Regions from separate parts of the Mus musculus genome. Here regions 1, 2, 3, 5 and 6 are each linked to region 4. Evidence: chromatin contacts called from public HiChIP or PLAC-seq, Micro-C and promoter capture Hi-C data. All regions are on one chromosome and are shown on one strand. The core of a region is the stretch at or near the end of the contact, and the rest is flanking DNA. Distances in the headings are between cores, read along the strand shown.

What was found. Promoter capture Hi-C pulls out the DNA fragments that hold promoters and counts their contacts. Hi-C and Micro-C count contacts between places; a contact is called where the count stands out from the background. HiChIP or PLAC-seq counts read pairs in DNA pulled down with a chosen protein or histone mark.
Region 1: an H3K4me3 HiChIP or PLAC-seq map of pro-B cells shows a contact between it and region 4, with 3 times the contacts expected there. The contact joins the promoter of Lrrc71 here to the promoter of Kirrel in region 4. A contact is called at or near these places in 1 of 39 promoter capture datasets (stem cell-derived epiblast-like cells) and 1 of 115 datasets of contacts at active chromatin or transcription factors (pro-B cells).
Region 2: a promoter capture Hi-C map of embryonic stem cells shows a contact between it and region 4. The contact joins the promoter of Bcan here to the promoter of Kirrel in region 4.
Region 3: a promoter capture Hi-C map of embryonic stem cells shows a contact between it and region 4. The contact joins the promoter of Insrr here to the promoter of Kirrel in region 4. A contact is called at or near these places in 6 of 39 promoter capture datasets (the C10 cell line, cranial neural crest, embryonic stem cells and 3 more), 1 of 484 Hi-C or Micro-C datasets (embryonic stem cells) and 3 of 115 datasets of contacts at active chromatin or transcription factors (bone marrow-derived macrophages and embryonic stem cells).
Region 5: a contact with region 4 is called in a Micro-C map of embryonic stem cells, with 6 times the contacts expected there. The contact joins the promoter of Prcc here to the promoter of Kirrel in region 4. A contact is called at or near these places in 1 of 484 Hi-C or Micro-C datasets (embryonic stem cells) and 2 of 115 datasets of contacts at active chromatin or transcription factors (large pre-B cells and pro-B cells).
Region 6: a contact with region 4 is called in a promoter capture Hi-C map of embryonic stem cells, with 4 times the contacts expected there. The contact joins the promoter of Mab21l2 here to the promoter of Kirrel in region 4. A contact is called at or near these places in 3 of 39 promoter capture datasets (embryonic stem cells, hippocampal neurons and stem cell-derived epiblast-like cells) and 1 of 484 Hi-C or Micro-C datasets (embryonic stem cells).

What each region holds. Positions count from the first base shown.
Region 1 is chr3:87,745,920-87,749,938 of GRCm38.p6, forward strand. It overlaps Lrrc71 (leucine rich repeat containing 71), which reads right to left and starts at 2,704. Exons shown (of 15, transcript NM_028971.1): 1 at 2,386-2,704; 2 at 1-112. The coding sequence starts at 2,545. It overlaps Pear1 (platelet endothelial aggregation receptor 1), which reads right to left. Exons shown (of 25, transcript NM_152799.2): 25 at 3,178-4,019.
Region 2 is chr3:87,998,238-88,002,284 of GRCm38.p6, forward strand. It overlaps Bcan (brevican), which reads right to left and starts at 2,119. Exons shown (of 14, transcript NM_007529.2): 1 at 1,866-2,119.
Region 3 is chr3:87,795,189-87,798,970 of GRCm38.p6, forward strand. It overlaps Insrr (insulin receptor-related receptor), which reads left to right and starts at 1,763. Exons shown (of 22, transcript NM_011832.2): 1 at 1,763-2,320. The coding sequence starts at 2,236. It also overlaps a transcript of Ntrk1 not described here.
Region 4 is chr3:87,172,545-87,176,909 of GRCm38.p6, forward strand. It overlaps Kirrel (kirre like nephrin family adhesion molecule 1), which reads right to left and starts at 1,993. Exons shown (of 16, transcript NM_001170985.2): 1 at 1,852-1,993.
Region 5 is chr3:87,884,168-87,888,256 of GRCm38.p6, forward strand. Prcc (papillary renal cell carcinoma (translocation-associated)) reads right to left here and starts at 1,395. Exons shown (of 7, transcript NM_033573.2): 1 at 708-1,395. The coding sequence starts at 1,175.
Region 6 is chr3:86,546,168-86,550,078 of GRCm38.p6, forward strand. It overlaps Mab21l2 (mab-21-like 2), which reads right to left and starts at 2,116. Exons shown (of 1, transcript NM_011839.4): 1 at 1-2,116. The coding sequence starts at 1,524. The coding sequence ends at 445. All of the region lies in intron 40 of Lrba (LPS-responsive beige-like anchor), which reads left to right. Gm31677 (a long non-coding RNA gene) reads right to left here. Exons shown (of 5, transcript XR_375777.3): 3 at 2,784-2,847.

The DNA of each region.
Region 1 (4,019 bases), core at 1,454-3,953, 570 kb after region 4:
GAGCTCTGTTGGACCCGTGGCCGGGTGACAACTTTGGGAAAGTCCACGTAGCCTGACCGTGTGCAGAGCTCAGCGAAGTCTGTCTCCAGGACCCCCGTGCACTGGTACTCCTCTGCAGGGTAGCAGGAAAGTGGGTCCCCGCCTGCAGCGCAGCGGTCACCTCCACCCTCACAGCAGCCCCAAGTGGAAGCTGCTTTGCTAAGACCAAAGCTGAAAATGCTGAAGGAGAGCAAGGGCTCACAGAAAGGGATCTATACCTACCTAGCCGGGTCGCTGACCTGTTTGACACTTCATTATACATATAGTACTTGCTAGTCAGTGTCCTGACAGTTGTAAAAGTTTCTCATTGTCTTGATAAGTTCTGTTAAGTCAGTCAAACCCACCACCTACCATCCTGAGACTGCAATAAGATTGCAAACCTGGTGTCTGACACCCTCAAGGGCCCCCTGCTCTTTCCAGTTTTCACCATGGTAGCCTAGGAAGGGTTCCTGGAAATGGGGAGTCCCTGTCAAAGCTCCACAACGGTCCCCAGGTGTCAGTTGTGCCTGGCCTTCTACCATAAGTTTGTGTAATAAGGGAGCCGGGCCCCAGGTCACCAAGAGCCGCATGACACAGAAAGCCTGAGAACTCTTTGGGGAAAAGGCAAGAGGCACTTGGCTCCTGTGGCCAGCTGTCAGTGGAAACTCAAGACACATGGGAAATGGTCAACCATTTAGTCAGATCTACTCACTTAACACTTAGAAGGAGACTCGTGGAGGGTGGGTGGCCTCTGCAGCGCCCTGTGTATGCTCAGGCTGGCTCTTCTCAACTGGATGCACCCTTCACCCTTCTCAGCATCACTCACCTCTCAGGAGCAGAGCCCCTCAAACTTTAACATCCATGGGAACCCCTGAAGAGTAGGCTCTCACAGTGGTTTTATTCCTACAAGACTGTCTCAAAGGAACTTATTTTTGTCCTCAGACCCATGCTAAATGGCCCCAACCCACAGTTTGAGAAACTAGTCACCAGGACATACAATGGCAACTGTACAAGTCTCTGTGACCTCCACATTGCCCATACCCAGGGTCCCTGTGCAGTGGTCACTTGAGTTCTGGTCCCTGCATCTGCCAAAGCTGCTCGGGCCGGCCATCCTTGCTAGAGCCTTCTGCTTTGTGTTTCTTCAGTCAGAGTTCTGACCCATCTTAGAGAGTCTCAGGTTTGAACATCCCAGCACCCTGGAAGTTCCCAAAGTAGTCACCCTGCCACTTCTCATTCCTGCTGAGCCTCGAACCTGAAGGCCCGCCACTGGACGGCCCTTCTCCCAGCTTTCTTCCCACATCTCCACCCAGCTAGCATCCCAGGCTAGAAACCTGGGACTCGGTCATGCAGTGCAGGGTGACTCTCCATCCCCCTCATCCTTCACCAACTCCATCTCCCAGGAGCCTAACACACCCTCTCAAACCTTCACTGTCCTGTGCCGATGATCACCGTCCCTGGACTGGGCTACTCAGAGTCACACTCACCTTTCTGCTGCCCCTATCTCTGTTTCCCATCTCCTCCATGCACAGCCAGCGTTTCTTTTTCTCTTTTACTCCCTTGGGTCACACTGTCTTGATGTATTGTTCTATAAGGAACTTAGTGCCTCCTGCCTCAGTACCCCGAGTGCTGGGATCACAAGTATGTGTGTGGGCTTTCTGTGCCCAGCAAACCCTGGCCTATCTGTCTTCCCTATGAAAGATGCTTTTTCTCCAGTTCCTTATACCCTGCCTATCCCTGGGCACTAGCGCTGACAGGAAAACAGCACCTGGCAAAAGGCAGACCGGCAGCATCTTTTCCCAGTGTTTTATTTCCATTGCAAGGAAAACGGGGTCCTGACCCTCTTTAATAACAAAAGCATCGAATTTGTATCAAGATGCCTTCTGATACATTCCCTTTTGTGCTTAATTGGTTCAAACTGAGTTCTGTCCCTTGCAACATGAGAAGCAATGGTCCTGTTAATCCAACTTTAATAGTTTTCTTTAAGCGTGCCAAAGCACAACTGTGACCATGGCCACAGAGAAGACACTCAAAAGTAACTGTTGTCTAAATGAATATCCATAGAGCTGTGTTCCTAAACCTTCCCACAGCCCCACGGGATCTTCTCACCACTGCCTCAGCCTTCTTTGACCTATCTTGTCACATCTTACAGTGCACGTCAGCTTCCCCAGGCAATGTGTACTCTTTAAGACCAACCCCTGAGGAGGTGGGATGTGCTGATCCACATTTGATCTCGGAGGAGATAGGTAGACCTCTGAGTTCGGGGTCAGCCTAGTCTGTAGAGCAAGTTGCTGACCAGTTTTAATTTTAAAAAAGAAAAAAAAAGAAAACGTCAAGTCCAATTAATCCAGCCCTGCCCCGCCAGCATACCCGGATTTTTTGGCTCGTCCTCTCCCACCGGGGGCAGGGTGCTTGCTGTCTTATCTTTAGCAGCCCGATCCCCCTTCTTGGTTACTGCTCCGGATGACTTCTGGGCCCCAGGACGCGGAGTCCTGGGTGAGGTCCCTGTAGTGCTTGGCTCACTTGACATAGGGGTGCTTTTGGACCCCTCGAGTGAGAGGCAAGATGAAACGGGACTCTGTGGGCCTCACCCCTAGGATCTCCACTCAGCCAAGCGACTCCGCGACTGCCCTCTCCAGGGCAACCCAGCCTGATTGGGTGGGGCTGTGGCCGGAGCAACGGGCAAAGAGTGCACGTGGAGGCCCCTGACTCTGCCAGAGCCAGAGCCAGTGGGCGTGGCTAGGCGTAGGGCATAGATGCGTGGAATCTAGGGCAGTGCAGCTAGGGCCCTAATGGTCTGTACTCTCTGTACTCGCAGAGGAGGTTGTGGGGGGAGAGGACAACGCACTGAGCTAGAAGGTTGTAGGGGAGAGAGAGTGCCTTGTGAAGGGCCCAAGTGGTAAGGGCTCGGGCTATGCTGAGTTCTTTGCCAGCTCTCCTCAGCTCCCTGGAGGTCTGGAGGCTTGTCTGCTGGTTTGATCTAGGAGGTCCCATCTTTACCATTTCGCCATCCCGGGCCCCTTTGAGTTGCTTGGCTCCTCATTCAGTACCACAGCAGCACGGATGCTGCTCTCTGCTGAGACTCTATCTCTGAGGAGAGCTCCAAACTAGGCTCTGGGGGACACTGGGGACACGGTATTGCTGGTACTTTGATTCAGCCACTCAGCTTTTAGAGGAACATTTATTGAGTGACTACCCTGTGCCAAGGAAACCAATAGTGAGTGAGCCTAAACACCAGAGTCCTGCATCAGAGAGCTGGCGATCAGCCTCTCCACTAGGGGGAGGCAGACGCTAATCTAGCAACAGGGGAAAGCACATCGGAGTGCAGCTTGAGCTGTGCATGTGACCCTGAGCCGTTAAACCCAGCACTCAAGAGGCAGAGGCAAGCAGAGCTCTTGAGTTCCAGGCCAGCCAGGACTACATAGTGAGACAGAGTCTCAAAAACAAAACAAAATGCAACAATCCCATCTTCTTGCCTGGTACCACTTCTGCCTTCTGTGGGTACGTGGAGAAGAGAGTAGCTATGAAGCAGATGTGGGGTGGGTGTTCTGTGGAATATGTGAAGGGCAAGCAGGACTCAACGGGTAACTTAGGAAGGCTGAACTTAGATGTGCCAATTCCTGGGCTGGGAAGTAGGGTGGCAGACAGCCTTCATTCTGGGAAAGAATGAAGCGAGACGGGAAAGGGAGACTGCAGGACCGTCAAGGCGTACCAGGAGGACAAACACCAGAGTCGGGGAGCAATCCTCTGAGCAAAGACATGGAGGATTACTGGGTGAAGGGCAGGCAGGTAGTTAGGGCCTGCTGCTGGTGGAGCTCTAACTAGTTAAGCTTGGAAGCTGACTACTAGATAAGATGGAAAGTGCAGAAGGCAGAACCTATACCTGACTCCCTCTAAAGCCAACTAGAGACACACACAGCCTGCCTGAGCATACACACAGAAAAGGTACCCAACACATACTTTTAAAAAAAATCGATCTAAAATCACACTTGTACAACAACATT
Region 2 (4,047 bases), core at 869-3,368, 830 kb after region 4:
CAACAGACACATAACAGATGCCAGCGAATACTTGTAACACAGTGGCTGGTGGTACTGCGTAATCAGCTCTCTGTGCACGTGTATTCAAAATCTATGCATCCAAACCAGCTACTCGTCAAACATGCAGGAAAAAAAAAAGAGTCTGTTCTGAACACATACAGAGGTTTTTGTCACTGTTCCCTAAACAGCATGCATATACTTAGGAATTATAAGTCACCTAGAGACGGGTTCCTGTGTATGAAAGACATGCGTAGGTGAGATGCAAAGACATCATTCTGTGTGAGGGACTTGGGCACCTGCAGGTCCAGGCAGCCTCTAGGGGTTGGAGACTCAAACCCACAGACGCAGGGGTGGGGTTGGGAGCGCAACTATGGTCCTACTTCACCCCCTTGGCAAACACCCCCCTCCCCGCCCTCAGGTGCCAACCAGGAGTTTCTTTCCCCCACAGTAAAGCTCCAACCTTCCCTTCCTAACCCTTCCTCTTCCAGGAGGGCCTCCTAGACTGAACCCTGCTGAAACAGCGGCTTCTCCCTCTGCTTCCTCTCCACCAGGACTTGTAAGGAAGCTCCCCTGGTGCCCAACATCCTCTGCCCCCTCCATCCCTCCCTCCCTCCCACTTTGCTCTCAGCCATTCCCCTCTGCCTGGCACGGGCTTTCCCACCGGATCTCCTGGCTCAGAAGCCAGCTGGGACAAAGACCCTGTCCCTGCCAGTCTGGCCTCTATCCAGTTGCTCCTTCCCCCACCCATCTTTTGTGAAAGCCTACAACTTGGAGTGTACTGGAGAAGGGTACAGGGAGAGGCCAGTCGTCCCCCCCCCCCCCCCGCCCTGGCCCTCAGCTCTGGAAACAGTTTCTCTTTCTGAGATCTCATTGCGCATACAGGCTCACGGGGAAAGTGAGGTGGATGACCAGAGAGGGTTAGAGCTAACTCTGAGCCAAACCGGGAGCCAGGTCACTGTGCCCTCAGGAAGGAAAGCTGCACAGATAATGAACACACTCTGTAAAGAGTCAGACTTGGGAGTATTCGGGGACCCAGGACTACATGGCTAATGATGCAGCCGGGGGTCAGTTACAACGTCAGGCAAGATTTCCTACCGACCATACCTATTCTCACTGGCTCCATCTCCCACTCGGTCTGCCTTCATAGTCGCTAGCCTGAGCCTAAGCGGTCCTCCTAGATCCTCCCAGGACAGACTCCCCTGCTAAGCAGCGCTCTGGCCTGTGCTGTGCAGCGGGCCGGGCGAGCAGTCACTCGGGTTACCGCTGGCAAGTAAGCCAGGTGCTGGAGCGTTCTGAGGAGGGGAGGCTGGGAGCAGGAGCTACTCACACGCCCGCCCGGCCCTGTGGCTACCTCTTTTACCCGTGTTGGGGCAGCACGGGATGAGGAAGGAAGCCTGAGGCCAGAGGATCCGACTGCCCTGAGACATGAATTTTTGATCCAAGTGGCCAAGAGTGGCTACTGTGACACTTCCCGGAGGAAAGCCACCACAAGGACCGGAGCTCAGCAGTCCCCTGTCGTCTCCAGCCCGGGCATCCTTAGTCGCTCCGCAGCCCAGACGTCCCCTGGCTCCTGAAGGCTGCGCGGCGAGGACAGTGAGCGAGCAGACGCGTGGCTCAGGGTGCCGAAGCCGGCACAGAGCGCTGCGCGCCCACCTTCAGAGAGGCGCCGCTGCCGACCGCACCCCCGAGTGCCTGGGGACCCCAGGAAGCTACGGTGGGTCACTGTCTCGGTCGCCCACAGCAGCCAGTATCGCGGCCCGCTCTCGCCCTCGCCCGGATCCTTTGGCTCAGAGAGGTCAAGAAACTTACCCAAGGTCACACAGCAAGCAAGCAAGCGACCGATAGGGCCAGGCCTCCGCACTCACCTTGCGAGGTCCCCTCCGCGCACACCGCACGTCCCGCAGCCGCAGCCGAGACTGCGGCGCAATGCGCGGGCGCGAGCAGGGCCGGGCGCGCGGGACCCAGACAGGGGCGCCAGCTCGCCGGGAGCCTCACAAAACCCCCTTTCTTCCCACGCGCCCCGCCTTCCCCGCCGTCCCCGGCCCTTGCCGCCCCCGTGGGGGGCTCTGCGCGGTCACGGGACCCGCTGCCTTCTCTGTGCGGGTTCCGGGCGACAGCGGGCAGAGGGAGGACAAGCGAAGTAGGACAAGGTTCCGCGGACGGGAGCCCAAGACTTGCAGCGGGGAGGGCAGAAGGGGCGGGGAGGGAGCGATGGAGGGCGCTGTGGCGACGCAGGATGGAGAGTTAGAACACGGGAGGGACTTCTCATTGGTTAAAGGGAGGAAGACCGGCTCAAACTTAGTCGCGCAGAGGATGGAGGGACGACAGGAGCTTTGCCCCGGGAAAGAGGGCACTGCTGGGTGAAAAGGGGAAGTCCTTTTCTCAGGCCAGAGAAAAGGCAGATGACCACAGCCATCCCTCTTGAGGAAGCTTTGATCGGGCTGTGCTCCCCCGGTGCTCCTCTCCCTCCCCGGCGGAGGAGCTGACTTTGCAGTGGTTGACCAGGTGGAGGTCGACTCGCAGAACTACGGGTTAGGCAACCCAAGTCAAGAGAGTCTAGGCGCGCGGTATCAAGTGGTACAGTGAGTGATGGAGCAGGCGTCACAGGTTGCAGATCAATGTGTGCAGGAGAGCCTGCTAGCCTCGGCTGGGCTGCCCAGTGTGCAGCCAGGAGCCTGGGGGTGGGCCTCGAGGACTGCCAGCTGTCCCCCACCCCCACTTCACCCGCTGCTTCTCCCTGCTTTCCCAGGCTTCCCACTTTCCTCCTCTTGCTTGCGACTCCAGGCAAAGCCTTGGCACCAGCTGTAGGCCACTCAGCCAGATCCTTGTCCTCAAGGCCGGTGTGGGGGCTGTGACCTTACCATTTCTAGATCCCCAAATGCCGACTGTCTGCAGACACCTTCACCCCCAACTCAGGGAACAGTTTCCTAATCACGCCCCACCCCCTGCCTTGGATGGAGTTCCAAAAAAACAAAACAAAACAAAACCAAAAAACAAAACAAAACAAAAAAAAAAAAAAACGCCTTCAGAACCTCTGGAAAAAAACAAACTCCTCTCCAAAGCCTTACAAGTTTAAAGAGAGGACTCCAGCTAATGCCGCCCACTGTAAGGACAGGACAGAAGGACCTTGAAACCCAGGGCAGAGTCACGCAGGGAGAAAACTACCAGGCAGTGGTGCCAGCAGAAAGGAGAAAGGGGCCCCTGAAGAAGCTGCACAGGAGGCCTTCATTTATTCATTCCTTAAGCTTGACCCACAAGTCATCTATGTACCAGGCCCTGTCTGGGGCCCTAAGACTGGGGGAGTCACCAGTTGGGAAGGACTCTGAGGTGCTGGGTGCCAGCTCTGGGTTGCACCTGCATGGCTCACCAACACATGGGCTCCATGCCCTGCAGGTCTCCCAGGTGGAGCTAGGAAAGAAACCAAGGGGCTGCAGTTCAGCCCAGTTGCTGTCTTGGATATAACACAATTTTTGCCTGGGAAAACCTGACTGTGACCAAGGAAGACAGGAAAGAGATACCCCCCGCCCCCGCCCCCAGCTCAGAGTTACCAATGTGCACAACCCGGGGGAAGGGGAAAAGAATCCTGGGGCCAGTGGAGCCAGTAGGCAGCCATCTGCCAGGAATGCCTTGGCCTCTTCTGATCAACCAAGCAGGGTCCCCACCACTCCTGTGGAATCCTATTCTTTGTCATTCACAGCCTTATGAGGTCTGGTTAGGGGCTCAGCAGCCCATGGGGACTGAGTCTTTGAGAGGGGCCCCTTTCTATAAAAGATGGGCATTATAAAGGCCCCCCTTTTTTCCAGCTGGGGACATTTGCATCGAGGTACACCCACACAACTCTAGCCATTGCTGATAGGTACCTTTTCCCCAATTATGGAGTCTGGCATCTTGACTCATAGCCAAAGGACTCTGCTCATTTCTGTTCTCCATCTGAGGTGCTCCTGGACCCTGGCCTGCTCCTTGCATCCCCTTTAGATCTTAGACAGAGATCTTGGCACTGGAAGCCAACAGAGCCCAGAATGGCGGCTTTCGTGTGCAAACCCGTGT
Region 3 (3,782 bases), core at 513-3,012, 620 kb after region 4:
CTCCTAGCTGCCGCCGCCCGGCCTCGCGCGACACGTGCGCGGGGCGGTGTTAAAGACTAGCCACCAGGAGAGGGCGGCACCCACGGCCCCGCCCCGCCCCGCCTGCCAATGCCCCCAGTGCCCCCTCCCCTTTTGAGGCCCTAATGCCAGCTCGCCTTCCTAATGTCCCTCGCGGCTGCAGGAGACCTGGGGCGGGGGGCTGCCATAGATTGCCTCACAAGTGTCTTCTGAGGCTGGGGGAGCTAGGAAGCTGATACCTTATTTCTCACAGTAAAACAGCTGCATTTTCAGATTTGCGGGGAAGTGGAGAAATTGAGCAAGGGAAGGGTTGAAGTCCAGGTCATCCCAGCCAGCCTCACGGTGCACTTTACTTAAGAGGGTGTGCATGTCACTTGGAATAAGTTAGGTGAACGCTCTCCAGACCCTAGTAAGGAAAGGGAGAGGGCCTCAGCATGGCTGGATGCAGAACCTGGGGAGAAAAATAGTGGGAGAGAAGAGTCCTTAGAACACAATTGGAGGAAGATTGGAAAGTGGAGACCTCTCGGTCCTCAAAAGACCACAGGGTGGCGCTAGAAGCCCTCGCGCCCGGCGTTTGCGCTCGGCCTGGGGCTTCGAGGGCGGAGAAGAGCAGTTCTGAGCCTTTCTAAGCTGTGCCTCTGGTCTTAGGGTCAGTTCCCAATCCTAACCATCCATCTGGGGCCCCAGAGCCGAGCCATGGCCAGGCAGACCAAGCTTGGCATCGATCGCCGTCCTGACAAGAGCATCGATTTCTGTGCGGAGAAATTAATAGATCTCTTAGTTCTTCGGACGTGGGAGCTGGGAACCATCGGCTCACGGTATTTGTGAACCTGGGAAGTCTCAGGCCCAGCATCCAGGCCACTAAATGGCAAGTCTTGCGCAATGGCCTTCTTGACTGCACGTATAAGTGTCGCGTTTAAGAGATCATCCCATCATGAATTGTCCTCCAAGTGGCCCCGAATAAGTACATATATAGAGACCCACTAAGCATCCTGAGTTCTTAAAAGTAACCAAATGGAGCCAGGCAGTGGTGGCACACGCCTTTAATCCCAGCACATGGGAGGCAGAGGCAGGCAGATTTCTGAGTTCGAGGCCAGCCTGGTCTACTTCCAGGACAGCCAGGGCTACACAAAGGAACCCTGTCTCGAAAAACCAAAAAAAAAAAAAGTAACCAAATGAAGGAGGAATCTCACAGAGAGAAGAACGACTCGTCTCCTAGGGATTTGAGCCAAAACCAAGGGATTTGACGGGGACATACCCCGCGCCAAGGAAGTATGTTCAAAGTAGCCTCGGGAGGCTGGGAAGGGCTGTGAGAGGCGAAGTGGTGAGGTCGAAGTGGTGAGGTCTTCAGGTTTCACCAGTGGAGTCCGACCTGTCCAGGCTGCGGGAAGTTACCCCGCAGATGTCAAAACACCTGTTGGACTCCAGAACTCCCCTGCAAATCAAGCCAGGGAGCCCAGCCGCTCCCTCCAGATCTGCAGCGAGCGGGTTGGGGGGGTGGGGATGGGGGAGAGAGGGAAACTGAGACAGAGAGAGGGGTTCCAGAGCTCAGTTCTTGGCCCCCAACCTTATTTCCCCAACACATCTGTCCCCCACCTCCCTCAGTTGACAGGCTAAATATTTTCCCTTGACTTGGTGGGAGGGGCGGAGAGAACAGAGAAGTCGGCGGGCGGCGGCGTAAACCAATCCGTTTCTGGAAAGGGCGGGAGCTGGGCGAGGTCCCTGCCTTTCTGCCCCACCAGCCGCGGCCGGTCGACCGAGAGTGGAAGTCTGCATGTCCAGGAGGTCCGCGGAGTGTCTCGGGGTGGAGTGCTGCGGGTGTCTCGGGACCCCGCTGCCGCCCCTTGGGGCACTCCCGGGGCTCACCGGGGGCTTCCACTCTGCCTCCCCTCAGGACTGCCTGGACTGTCTGGATCTTTGTGTTCTGAATCATCCTCCCTCTGGATGCCTCTCTGAGGCTCCTCCACTCCTATCTGCATCTCTGTCCCAGTATCTGTCTCTGGACCACACTGAGGCTGTCTCTAGCTGCTTGTCACAGGCTTTGTTTCCTCTGTTCCGAAATTCTTTTCTATCTCCCGCGGTCTCTATTTGAGATCTCTAATCCCTTTGCCTTTGTGTGTCGTCGTCGTCCCCACCCCTGCCACTTCACACTGGAACCTGGGTCTGCATCCTCCTTTCTCCCTGGAGGATACCTGGAAGACAACCAGGGCTGAGGTCATGGCAGTGCCTGCTCTGTGGCCCTGGGGAGTACACTTGCTTATGAGCCTGCTGTCCTTGGGATCTGGCCTGGACACACTAGAGGGTGAGTCCCCAGCAACGTCCGTCTAACCCCCATCTCCCTCCAGAACACCTATACTTAACTTAGTCTTTGGTTGGTTGGTTTTGGTGTCTCCAGACAGGGTTTCTCTGTGTTACCCTGGCTGTCCTAAAACTCTATCTGTAGACCAAGCCGGCCTTGAACATAGAGATCCACCTGCCTCCACCTCTCAAGAGCTGGGGTTGAAGGTGTGCAGCACAACTGATTCCTAGTTAGTCTTTATTGGGACGGGAAGACGAGGATCAGCTCTCAGAAGGACTTTTTGCCAGCTAGAACTGTTATATGAAGAGTTTTCTCTCTCAGCTCCCCTAAGAGGTTAAGGAGTTAGAAATGGAACGAACAGATGTTCTTCAACTCACGGCTGTTAGTGAAACCGCGATCCCAGTAAAGTCTGAGTTTAAACCAAAATGAGACTGAGAATTGGAGGTTGCTTCTAGGGCCACTGACTGATAAGAGGCAGGCTGGGATCGAAGCTGAAAACCAGGCACCATTAAGCAATTTGACTTACTGTGTGGATTGTAGGCTCAGAGACAGGAGAGGCAGACCCAGGGCAAGTCCTGAGCTCTGGCACCCCAGGCTTTCATCTGTGTTGGTGGGGACCCTGGGGTCCCACTGTGGGCAGGAGGGCTGTCTGAGAGAGGACTGCCTCTCCTCCGTAACTCAGTGATATACCTCAGATTCACACTTCTCACCAAAGGCACCTAGGGAGTGGGAGTGGGACTAATGCAGACCAAATAGCCCCTCATGGGTTGCCAGGGGCTATGTGGGACAAAGAAGAAGCAACAGAAGAGGAAACAGTAAGTGTATAACGCCATCATTTAATCTGCCTTTGTCCTCCATACAGAGTTTGGGAACTCAACACTCTGGGAACGGGAAGGGTCTTAAAACATTCTTCTAAGTGGGGGCTTCCAGGACCAAGCCAGGGCTCCCTTTCCTGTAAGGATAATACAGATGGACTGGGGTAAGGTGTCTCATGAAAGAGGCCAGAAGATTTGCAATGCATGGTGATCTACCTGAACGCCCTACCCCTGTTCCTTCTGTGCCAGGACACTGCACAGCAGATGCTAGGCAGGAGCACAGTTGTCAAAATAAAGCAAGCATGCCCTGGGAGTTAGTGTTTGGTCAAGGAGCCCAGCTGTTGTTTCCCAGCGAAGCTCTCCCTGGAGCTTGGCCTGAGGACAGGCAGGGGTTAATCTGCAAAGGTCTTAGATTTGTTTTTCCAATGTCTCACATTAGGGGAGCTCTGGAGAGGCTAAGGCATGATGGGAAGTGGGCGCCTGAGGGAACCCCCCCACCTGCCTCAAAGAGCCTAATTGGCTTTCATGGAGGGAACAGAAGTGTTTTTCCTTCTCTTCTTTTTCTGTGTATGTACCTGCCTAGTCTAGTGTGTGCGCAAGCATGTGGACACGCACGTGTGCAACAGCCGACAGTCGAGCATGGACCACAG
Region 4 (4,365 bases), core at 743-3,242:
TGCAGTTCTGGCTTTCACCTCTGATAAGAGTCAAGTAGGCTGGGATTCGGTTGCCTTCCCTAGCCACACCCACCCACAATGATGGACAGGTACTCGGCAAGCATTTTTTTCCCTGACCTCCAGTCAGCCGGGATTCAAGCTACATGTCTCTCATGTTTGCTAACTGCAGCTTCTGTTTCTTAAAGCTCGTTCTACTTGGTTGGAATATGAGGGCTGCAAGAGAGGGGCAGAGAGATGCCTGCTTCTGACACCTATCAGAACTGACACAGCTGCCCCTCGACCGGCCATGCTCTTCCCCTCCCCCTCTCCAGCAACCTGGCTTGAACAAAGTCAGAACTTAACTTATCTTCCCAACTTTCTGACAAGTGGCCAACCTGAAACCAGGCCTTCTTTTCTCCCTCCCCCTAACTCGACTCCTGCTCTCACACAGCGGATGTGCGCCTTCTCATGTTCTAAGAGGGTCCTGAGGCTCCAGGGAGGGAAAGGGAATTGAGACCCCTAAGCTAAGCCAAGCTTTGCCTTCCGAGCTGGAGGAGAGAGGGCTAGCAAAGGGGAGGGGGGTCCAGTGGAGCACCCCACCCCCTACACACACACACACACACACACACACACACACACACACCATTCAGGAGAGGAAGAGAGCTGGCCAATGCCTGGGGCTCTTTCCATTCTGCGGCTTCTCTCTTTCCAGATCACTCACCCACCCCAGTGAGAGACCACCTCCTCCATTTTGAAGACTGTAACATCTCTGTAGGCGCCTGCCTATAAGAATGTCTGCCCCAAGTTTCTTTGTTTGCTCCATGGCTGGGGTGTGTGGAAGCAATTCTGTGTGAGTGAGTGCTATGTCCTTTGAATGTAGGAAACATGTATGTACAGTTTAAGTTTGATGCCAGGGTATAACTAGGCAAGTGTGTGTCAGCTTAGAAGAGGAATCTTCCTTCTTCAGAGGTGTCAATCAGTGTCTTTGTGTATGTGTCTGTCTCCATGTGTGTGTGTGTGTGGGTGGTGGGGGGGTCTCCTTAGGTGAGTAGTCTGTCTCCATGTCTCTGTTGGAAGCTATCTGTGTGTCTGATTTCTGTGCTCCAGTTCAGGCGAGGGGCTCGACAGTGTTAAATCTTCCTTGGAGTCAGTCTCAGGAGGCAAAAGCCTTTTCCTGCAGACCCCAGGCCTGGCTGGGGTTTGGACCCTTGGTTCCTTCACGTGCATCCAGCCCAGTGTACCTGAATGCACTCATCTCTCTCCCACTCTTCCTACCAGCTCTGCCCAGCTAGTTCCAAAGGAGCCTCAGAAACCTGCACTTTTCTGACCCGAAGTGAGTGCCTGGCTCAGTCAACTCCCCTTCCCCTGAACCCAGACAACCCTGGTATCTAGACTTCTATCTCCCACCCACAACCTCCAGGGCGGGGGACCGAATATAGCCTTCCTTTGAGGGGCAGCCCCAAGCAGTATGCAGCCGCACATCAGATGAAGGTGACTGTAGGCTGGATTGGGGTAGCAGGATCCCTCAGCCTCATCTTAGGAAGCCTGCGTCTGTGTTTTCCACGCACTCCGCCCCCCAAATCTGAAATCAAATCCCATCTCCTCCCAGCCTTTCTCTTGCCCAGGACCCAGTAGTCCGGCCCTGGGCCCAGGAAGTGGAGGGATGGAGGAAGGACCGCCAGGAACTGGAGGAAAGACTTTGAGCACTCCGATCCCTTTTCTACTCGGATCTCGGCTTTTGCGACCTAAGTTCTCTGTTCTCCCGCGCAGCCAGAGGAAGCAAGTTGGGCCGCTTCACCAAGAACTCCTCGGTGTTCTCCCGGAAACTCCACGCCCGTTCCCTGGACTCCCTAGCCCGCGGCTGGGGCTTACCTTGTGAGAAAGTGTTGTAGAGAGTGAGGATCCAGATGAGGAGGCTCAGCATGCTGTCCGCCCGCCGCTGGGCCCCAGTCGGCGCGAGCGGGGCCGCCGCTGGCTCTCTCTCCTCCCTCCCGCCCTTGCACACAAGGCGCACACTCGCTTGCCTCTCTAGCCGCCGGCTCGCTCCCCTGGCCCCTCCTCTCGTCCCGCGCCCCCTAATAATTTCTGCCCTCCGGCTTTATCTCTCGGGGCCTCTCTCAACCTCCGCGCCGCGCGCTCTCTCTCCCTCTCCCTCTCTTCCCTCCCCGGCTCCCTCCCTCTCTTCCTGACGTCTGCTCTCCCTCCGACGGCGCCTCCCTCCACTGCCCTCCCCTGGTCCCCCAACGCGCGCGCACACACTCGCTCCGCTCGCTGGAACCGAGATGGGAGGAGAGCAAAGAGAAAGGAATTGAGGGCAGAGGCAAGGGGTGGGGAGGGGTGGGGAGAACGAGGCGTCGCAGGCTCTGGAGCAAGGACCGCTGGGTCCTGGCCCACCAGTGCTTGGTGCGAGACCTACTTTTACCCCCAGTGGTGTAACTGAGCCGGGCATGGGGTGGCAGCCAGGACTGAGGACGAACCTTCATCAATTTGGATGACTGTGTTAGGAGGGGTGTGCTTCTTATGCGTCTGGGGGATGGGGGTGTAAAAGCTTTAAGATCTCTTCTTCGTTTTAATCCCAAACCCCAGAATCTAACCCTAGATGCCTAAATTAAGAATTCTCAATTAACTCGAGAGTGTTGGAGAGGGAGAAGCTCTTCTTGCCTACAAATCTCAGGCTGGAGAAATCTTGACTGTCTTTGAGCCCCTTCTGAGGGCTTCAGCCAGCCACATTGAGGCCCGCCTCAGCGCTGGAGTCCGTAGCAGCCATGAAGAGGCGCAGTTAACTCTTCCTTTGTTCACCCCAGACATTTATCTATCCGGAGGGAAAACCAAAGAACTCGGTGGCTTTCTCTTGTGCCTCCCCGAAGGCTTGCTACAGAAGGCAGCCACTGATCGATCTCTAAGCACTCAGGAACTTGAGGTGCACTGGGGTGAAGACATGGAGAATCGAAATAGAAGTGCATTCGGGTGGGTTCTCCAGTCCAGAACCCAGTGTAGTAGCCACCTCCTCTCCCAATCCCTAAATACATCCTTCTGCTCACTGGGCTGCTGAGTGTGGGAGAAATAATAGAAACACAGGAATTGCACAACTTTGCAATTACGCCCATCTGGAGAGGCCTCCACCTCTTCCTTCTCATATTCTAGATCTCCTGAGTCCCTAAAAGCTCCTGGCCAAGATAGCTTTATCTTCAGGCTTGGAACTAAGGCACACAGCTCTAGTGCCCTCTGCTGATATGAGATGGGCACAGTTTCCTCAAAAAATCTTGACAGTTAGATTGAGTGAGTGGTCCAGACGCAATCTGGAACAATTAGAGGGCACAGAAACAAAGTCAAAACTAGCCAGCTAACCAGTCAACCAACCAAACTAACAAACGACCCATAAGTTCATATTCAAAAGCATAATATGACTCAGAGTTCTCTTTATGTTAAAAATATTTGCAAGCATAGACAAAAACCAAAATTTTAAGACAGGGATATCTAATCCAGAGATTAAGAATACCACCCCACACAGAGACAAGCATCCATACAAACACATGCACTCAGACATGTTAGGGTTTTTAGTTTATTCATCAACTGATCATTCAACAGGTATTGCTTTGGTACTTGATATGGTCCAGTCACAAAACCAGTCAGATTATAAATGAATGAATGAATGAATGAATGAATGAATGAATGAATGAATGAATGAATGAATCCGAGTATAGTGGTGCATGTCTGTAACGCTAGCTCAGGAGACAATGGCGGAGAACTGGCTGGGCATCATGATTCACACCTTTAGTCCCAGTACTTGGGAAGGAGGAGGCAGGCTTATCTCTGTGAGTAAAGGCCAACCCGGTCCTTTTAGGAAGATCCAGGACAGCCAGGGCTAAAATGAAAGCCTGTCTTAAAACAACAGCAGCAACAACAAAACACACAAACAACAAAACCAAATGTAATTGTAAGTTCAAGAAAAACCCAGGAACTCAGCCTATATAATAACACCCTGAATACACACAAGTTCCTTCCTTTTAAAGGTTCACTCAAAGAGAGGGGTGGGGAGATTGGTCTGTGGGAAGTATAACGTACTAGATTATGTTTAATGTTACGGGTAACAAAACAAAATACAGGAATAAAGAAGGAAGAAAGGGGCAGCTTTTCCTATAACTGGTCAAGGAAAGCTGTCCTCTTTGACATTGAGTATGAACTTATGGGTCGTTTGTTAGTTTGGTTGGTTGATTGGTTAGTTGGTTAGTTTTGACTGTGTTTCTGTGCCCTCTAGTTCCAGATTGCGTCTGGACCACTCACTCAATCTAACTGTGAGCATTTGACATTCACCTCTGCAGGCATTTGAGGACAGGACATAGCAAATAGACGGGCACAGATGACGTTTCTCTGGTCAGGGAATTC
Region 5 (4,089 bases), core at 145-2,644, 710 kb after region 4:
AGCATTTACCTACTATGTGTGAGGGAGGCTACAAGTCCAACTCCCATTGTGTGTGGGGGTGAGGGAGAGGCAATACTCAATTTCTTATACCAGGGATAGTGTAATACACTTTTTAATCCAGCACTTGGACTCTGAGACAAGAGGATCACAAGTTGAAGCCCAAGCTGAGCTACACAGTGATTCAAGAAAAGCCTGGGTTACAATACTAGAACCATGTCAAAATAAGTAAACATTCCATCTCTTCTCTAACTCCACTCATGTCCTTTACCTCCTTCCAGCCTTCTTATTTTAGAGATGGGGCAAAGGATAAGGCTGGTCCTGGATGTTCAACAGGAGCACTTTAGTCCCACCAGCTGTCACTTCAGGCGCCACTTTTAACCTGCCCTCAATATGGGAAGAGAAGCCAACTGAGATAAAGATGCTGAAAGGGAAAGAATTGTCTCCATGCATGCGCCTTAAGCCTGTCAGTACCAAGGATACCACGCATCCCTTTCTGCAAGGAAGTCCCAGGTTCCAGAATGCCTCATGGCCAATACCCTAACTCCCCAAAGCAGGCAAGTTCAGGTGAATTTAACCGCCTTCTAAGAGGATTCCAGCGGCTCGGAGTCAACGGATGCGTTTGTCGAGCTCCATTATGGTTACAAGTCCCTCCTACCCCTAAACTCCAGCCCAATGGGACTTGAGGTGCCCCCCCCCTCCATACTCACATCGCCCTTCTGCAGCTCCGGCGCCGCTATCCTAACCGGTTCGGTTCTCTTCTTTGGCTTGGGAAGGCCCAAGGGGGGTCCGACACCGCCCACAGCTGGGGGCAGACTGAGCCCAGGGCCTTGAGGCGATGGCAGCCCCAGCCCCTCTCCAACTCCCGCAGCTTCAGCAGGGCTCACTCCTGCAGGTGGCGGGAAGCCGCCCAGGCCAAAGGGCAGCGGCGGAGGCGGCTGCAGTCTGGGGTCTCCGGTGGGCGGGGGCAGCAGGAGCGGCGGGGGGAAGGCTGGGGCCAGCATCTGGGGGGGCGGGGGCAGCAAGGCCGGGCCTTTGGGTGCAGGAAGAGAAGCGAACAGGCCTCCTAAAGTGGGCCCTGGCATAGGAGCCGCCACATCCTCTTCCTCCGGCTCCGGCTCCGGCTCCGGCTCATCCGGCTCACTATCGTCGCTGCTGGCATAAGCAACCAGAGACATGGCGCCTCCCGCCTTTGGGACGCCCTTGCTGGCAGACTAGGCCTACTTGAGACCCGGGATGTCCCGGCGGCCTAGTAGGCCCTACCAGCGGGCAAGGCGGGGAACCGAAAAGCGCCTCCTGCTCCGTGCTCTAGAACTATCCCCGGCAGGAACCCATGGCTAGGGTTGATTTCCACCGAGTAAGAATTCCCGCTACACTTAAGCTCCTAGCACCAAGCAACTACACACACCTAATGGCCGCCGAGTCACTCCGCCTACTACTCACCTCACAGACTTAAGAACTACAATTCCCAGAGAAGACTTTAGCAACAACCCCATTCTCTACCTCCGGGAACTCAGTGCAAAGCATGGCGGGAATTGCAGTCTAAAGGTGGCGTAAAGGGTGCGCAGAAAGACTGAGCGAAAGCTTCCTCTGATGCAGTGATTCCTGGGATTCGTAGTTTGTTTGTTTGTTTGTTGTTGTGTGTCCTTTCAAGTCCTATGTTACTACAAGCCCCATGGATCAGCGCGGTAGCACGTAAGCATTTAGAGCATTTCGGTACTTGAAGTTCCTCAGAGCAGCTAAGGATTATGGGAGCTGTGGTACCCTTAGAAACTGCAAGTGTTGTCGGGAAAGTGATGAAGTCTGGGAAAGTAAATAGCTTAAAGGGAAAGTTACCTGTAAATAAAACAGTGATGCTTCCGAGTCGACCTGGGTGTTAGAACAAAGCACCCCAAGAAAAGACAAAGCTCTAGGGTACGTTATAAAATTAAGATTGCGAAGCCAGAAAGAAAACGAGGCCGCAGGCATCTGAGAGCATGGCAAGGGTGGTGTCATGCACCTTGAATCCCAGCACTAGGAAGTCAGACGCGGGCGGAGATCTGTGAGTTCGAGGCCAGCCTAGACTATGAAGTGAGGTCCAGGACAGCCAAGGTGACACAGAAAATCCTGTCTCTGTCTCACAGAAAAAAAAAAAAAAAAAAAAAAAAAAAAAAAAAAAAAAGAGTCAGTGCTCTTAACCAATGAATACACCAGTATACATCTAGTAACAGTACACACCTCCCATGAACGCTATCCCCATGAGTGTGGGGACTTGGGCTCCTTCCTCAGCAACTAGTGAGAAGCACGGGAAACTAGGGCAAGGTATTGGAGAATTGGAGATTAATCACTTTACCTCAGTAAAAGGACAGACTATGGCCCGGTACACTTCCAAGTTCTTAGGGGTTGATCACCTGTGCCCACCCTACAGTGCATGTGTCTTTGGCATTCATTTCTTGGCTGGATGTGCTGTCTTCTCGGCCTTTGCGTATGGCCCTCATATCCACCCACTTTTACTGCAGGCTTTTTCACATACTGCCCGTCTATGATGACGTGCTGTGCAACTGCTCTTCCCTGGCTCCCTGTGATTCTGGATCACTTCTGTCACCCTCTAACTGAGGGCCCTCTACTTGCCATGTCCTTTATACATGAACCCATCTCTCTGTGGGTACCTCCCTGCTCCTAAGAGCAGAAAACCTTTGAGGTCAGCCAACAACGAAAGAGCTGCTAGAGTTTGGCAGGGAGGAGGCTAAAGAACGTGGAAAGGGTGCTTTGAGCGAAGGATGAGGATTGTAAAGACTGTGAAAGGATGTGGCTCTTCCTCACCAGCCTCCTCGCCATGTGTCTGAACATTTGGCTTCATACACAAACTTATACCACCTTCTCTAGACATCTGCTTAAATCTCCCAGAATAACTTGTATACACCTGTGTTTAAACTATACTGAGTTTAGGCAGCTCAACATTACAGTGCTTAGCTAGCATGCACGTATGTACATGATTCAGAATTTGACACCCCACTGATACCTGTCCCCCCCCCAAAAAAAATTAAGATTTATTTATAGCCCAACAGTGGTGGCGCACGCCTTTAATCCCAGCACTTGGGCACTTAGGAGGCAGAGGCAGGCAGATTTCTGAGTTCAAAGCCAGCCTGGTCTACAGAGTGAGCTCCAGGACAGCCAGGGCTACACAGAGAAACCCTGTCTTGAAAAAAATATATATTGCCAGGCGTGGTGGTACATGCCTTTAATCCCAGCACTTGGGAGGCAGAGGCAGGCATATTTCTGAGTTCAAGGCCAGCCTGGTCTACAAAGTGAGTTCCAGGACAGCCAGGGCTATACAGAAAAACCCTGTCTCGAAAAAACAAACAAATATATTTTATGCGAGTACACTGAAGCTTTCTTCAGACATACCAGAAGAGGGCATCAGATCCCATTACAGATGGTTGTGAGCCACCATGATGTGGTTGCTGGGACTCAGGACCTCTGGAAGAGTAGTCAGTGATCTTAACCACCCAGCCATCTCTCTGTGCCACCCCAAAAACAAATTTTAATGTATATAAGGAAAATGTGCCCTAGGAAAACTGAAAACTACAAATCCTTGCCTGGGCATAGTGCACATGTCACCACCGCCCGGCTTGTTTTTTTTTTGTTTTTTTGTTTTTTTTCTAAAGAAAGAATACCAACGGGCAGCAGTGGTGCACACCTTTAATCCCATCACTTGGGAGGCAGAGGCAAATGGATTTCTGAGTTCGAGGCCAGCCTGGTCTACAGAGTGAGTTCCAGGACAGCCAGGGCTATACAGAGAAACCCTGTCTAGAAAAAGAAAAGAAAGAAAAAAAGAAAGAAAGAAAGAAAGAAAGAAAGAAAGAAAGAAAGAAAGAAAGAAAGAAAGAAAGAAAAGTCCAATATTGATTTCTGTCCTCTTTCTCTCTCTCTCTCTCTCTCTCTCTCTCTCTCTCTCTCACACACACACACACACACACAAACACACACTCACACACTCACAAATACAGAGCTGATTATGGTAGCTCATGCTGAAGGGCCCTTTTTATCCCATTTTGTCTCCACTCAGAAATGGTTTATGGCCATAAACCATTTATTACCCATCCTTAGTAT
Region 6 (3,911 bases), core at 866-3,365, 630 kb before region 4:
CATTTCACATCAGTAAAACTTTGTAAAAGAAATTTCACATATAGTTAAATAATTATTTTCACTTGGTGACAATCACGCAAGCAACCCAAAACAAGGAGGGGCGGGCGTAAAGAAGGAAAAGAAGGGAAGCTACTATACATTGATTTGAAAAATGTACCTTGGGTTTCATTTTGTGTTCGCAAAGCCGGATTGCTTCTTTTGTGCGATCTTTAAATTCACATTGTTTGGAAGGAAACGATCATTTTTGTGCAAGAATGTTATTTTTGGGGTGGGGGGGTTGGTTGGTTTGCCCTCTTTTGTTTGCTTCTTAATTAGGATGTCTTCTGCCTACTCCCGTTCTTTCAGGTGATTTACATAAAAGTTTGTGTTTCGAGTTTTTGCTGTTGTTGTGTGTTCTGGGAGAGCATGCCCATTTATGTTGCTTTCCACGCAGTCGGCAGCACTCTATAGTTTGTCCAAGCTTTTGGGATTGGTGAGGATTTCCCTGGCCAATCTCCAGGTCTGCTTGGCAGCGCTCTCCAGGGCCGAGTGGGGCTTACCCTGGAAGAGGTCGAGGTTGGGCAAAAAGTAGTGAGGGCAGCGGCGGCACTGCAGGCAGGAGATGAGCTGTAGCAGGATGCCGTTCAGACGGTCGCCCAAGCAAGCCTCGTCCCAGTCCGTTTCCCTCGGGTGTTTCTCGCACTCGTACAGCAGCAGCGTCTTCATGTGGTAGTTATTGAGCGGCTGGCCAGGCAGCTCCAGGTGGCGGTCCCGCAGCGTCTTCAGCACCGAGAGGCACTTGTTTCTACAGCCGCCCATCAGCAAGCGGTTCTCCGCCTCACCGAACTGCAGCACCCAGGCGTCGCTTTCTGCGGAGCTCTGCTTGCCAGTCAGCGAGTAGCACTCCTTGGAGAGCAAGTTGAACCCTTCGGCCTTGACCTCCGCCACCCGATTGGGGCCGGGCCAGGGGATGTGGGGCATAGGCCACTGTGCCGCGCTGCGAGGCCAGATCCCGGTGCACTTGAACGCTGGGGTGATTTGCACCACGTAGCGCTCCCTGATGCGCAACTTGACCTCACTAGTGTCGGCGATCATCTTGACCACGTCCCGGTAGCTGCACTTGTCCACCGCCTGGGCTACTAGTGTCTGGAAACGCGAGCGGATCTTGCGCGCAGAAAGGTAGCCAGACGCTGTGATGAACTCGACCCAAAGAGACATGCTCCGCTTCCGCCCATCGCTTAGTTTGAGCACGGCACAGCCGGGCAGAGATCCGTCGTCCACGAAGTTGAAGACTCCCATCTGGTTGAGGTAGAGTACCACCTCGAACTCGGTGGGCGAGATTACCTCCAGCCCCTCGTAGCGGGCGTCAATCTCACTCAGAGAGCTGATGAAGCGGGGCTCTTGCACCTCCACTTCCTTTAGCACATCCGACACTACCTTGCAGACTTCTCGGATGGTCTTGGCGATCGCAGCCTTGCGCGCCTGGCAGCGCTCGGTGTAGTATTTATTGAGCTGGTAAACCAGCTTGGCCTGAGCGGCGATCATGTTGGGGCACAGGTCCGGGCTGTACACCGGCGTCTCGCAATACGTTGAGGGATCCAAGGCTCACGCACTGGTGGTGGCCCTGCGGCTGTGGAAAGGCGGTGCGTTCCCCCTGAAGCCCCAATTTCACTCTTGCTTTCCACCTGGGCTGACCGGCTGATGATATAGCCGGCTGGCCTTTTCTTTTCCCTCTTTGGAATTTTCTTTTCTTTCTTCCGCAGAAAATTAGAAATAATATTATTTAGGGGGGAAAGTACCTGCAAAAATAAAGACGAGCCTCTCCTTGTGCGGGAGAGATGGATGAAATCGTGAGAGAGAAAAAACTAGGTTACCAAGAGGCTAGGCTTAGATGTCCGCAGCAGCCACGATTGCCCAGATATCTGGAAATGAAGTCTTATAAGTGCCAAAGTAAATTTAAAAATAAGACAAAAACATTCAGTGGTTCATTCTGAAACTTCTCCCTCGATGGTTGGACGCCTTCGCTCAGCGTAGGTGATGCCTTCCTTACCCTCCCCCAAAAGGAAAGTGAAGGATGTAATTAATGCCCGGAGAGCAGCGAAGTACAGCTCAGGCCGCAGCGCACTCTGAGGTTTGCAGACGCCCCGCGCGGTCTCAGCGTGCTAGTCTCCTCTCTTCTCAGGGGGTTGTGTCGTAGCAGTTTTCCTGGCTTCCTACTGGAGGCGTTGTTTGGATTGGGTTGGTTTGTTTGTGGTGGGTTCTTCCTGCCTTTCTCTAGGTGCAAACTGCTGCAAGTTGTTTGATATTCTTTTCTGCCTCGTTATTTATACTTTTGGCCCTAGCAAAATCTATTTTAGTGTGACTAAATCGTTGCTTACGTTGTATCTGGTGTGCAGGTCTAAGGAGTCCGGGTTTTTCCTCTCCTCTGGGTTGCGTTTGCAGTCTCTACCTCATCCCCCTGTCCTCTGATACCTGCCCCCCACACTTCTCTCTCTCTCTCTCTCTCTCTCTCTCTCTCTCTCTCTCTCTCTCTCTCTCTCTCTCTCTCTCTCTCTCCTTAGTTTATGAATGGTTCTGGGCCACCGTGAAGGGGTGGAGCTTCAGTTCCTACAATCCCTATGCAAGCTGTCAGTGCTTTAGCCAATCCGAGAGAAAGAGAGAGAGAGGACAAGCTTGGGACCTCAGCAGCCACCACACTGCACTTGATAAAGGGGGCGTGGGGGGTGAGAAAATGGGACTAGACAGAAGCCAAATGCTCTCACTCGTTTCATAGTCCCATTTTCTTTTTTATCCTCTTTTCTTACCGTTGCAGTGAGGAGGAGAGTCTTCATAGAAGGGATTCTTCTCTGGGTATGGCTGGATCAATTCCTGCAAAGTAGTAGTGCTTTCAGTGAGCTTCACTTTTGGTTTTAAGTCTCTGAACATTCTGCAGAAGGTGCAGACTCTAACAAACTGTCTTTGGCTTGAAGGCAAATGAGAGCAGGAAGGGGAGCTTAAGAAAGGACTTAAATTTTGTAGTCCCCCCCCCCTTCTCTTTCCCTCCCATCCCATTGTTGCCAAGAGCTGGAGAATTGCTGTGTATGTGTAAAGGAGGGGATAGGATGACAGTCTATAACCATAAATCTCTTGTTAGTAATTTCCATATGCTGTTAAAAATACAGAACAGGACAAAAACTACTCCAGATATGTTTTTGATCCTTATTTCATAATTTAGATTTAGCTATCTTTGTGTCATTATTTTACTCTTATAGGAATTTACCAATAACTAGAGAGAAAATATGTGAGTTTTGAGAAACTGTAAGTTTATATATTAGCATACATTACTTGGTTATACTTGCTGATTGAAATAAGCTACCAAAATAGTTTAGACTTAAATTAAAATGAAGGAAAAAAATGAGCCTGAATTCAGGTTTTCTTAATTTTTTAAATACTGTGACGTTAATTGTGAACATATTCTTGGGCAGTACTGGTTTAGAATAATTTTATTTTCATAATTGATTCTTGCTTTTAAAGGAGTTGACTGGGATAAAAATCTATAACTTTACTGTTATTGATTACCCAGATGGCCTTCCTCCTCCCCTGCATCCCACTAAAACTCAGTCGCTCTTGTTCCTTAGAATATGTGTTATCCTTAACAAGCTGTGTGATTGCTGCCTCGTAGGACTTTTGGAAAAACAAGGGCTGCAGCAAGGTGATTCACTTGCTACTGGGAGTTTATCTCAGAATTTAAGATGCCAGGGCTCTCAGTTGTTTTAATACACTCAGGTAGTTAAGGGCTATTTTTAGGTTGATTTGGCAGATAATATTTAAGCCGTGGGTTATGCATAGGGAAAATAAAATCTTTAGCCCGTTTTTTTTTTTTTTTAAAAAGCTGTGTATAACTTTTGTAAAACCCCGTAGGAGAGCTTGACTTGCATTTTTTGAAACCTACC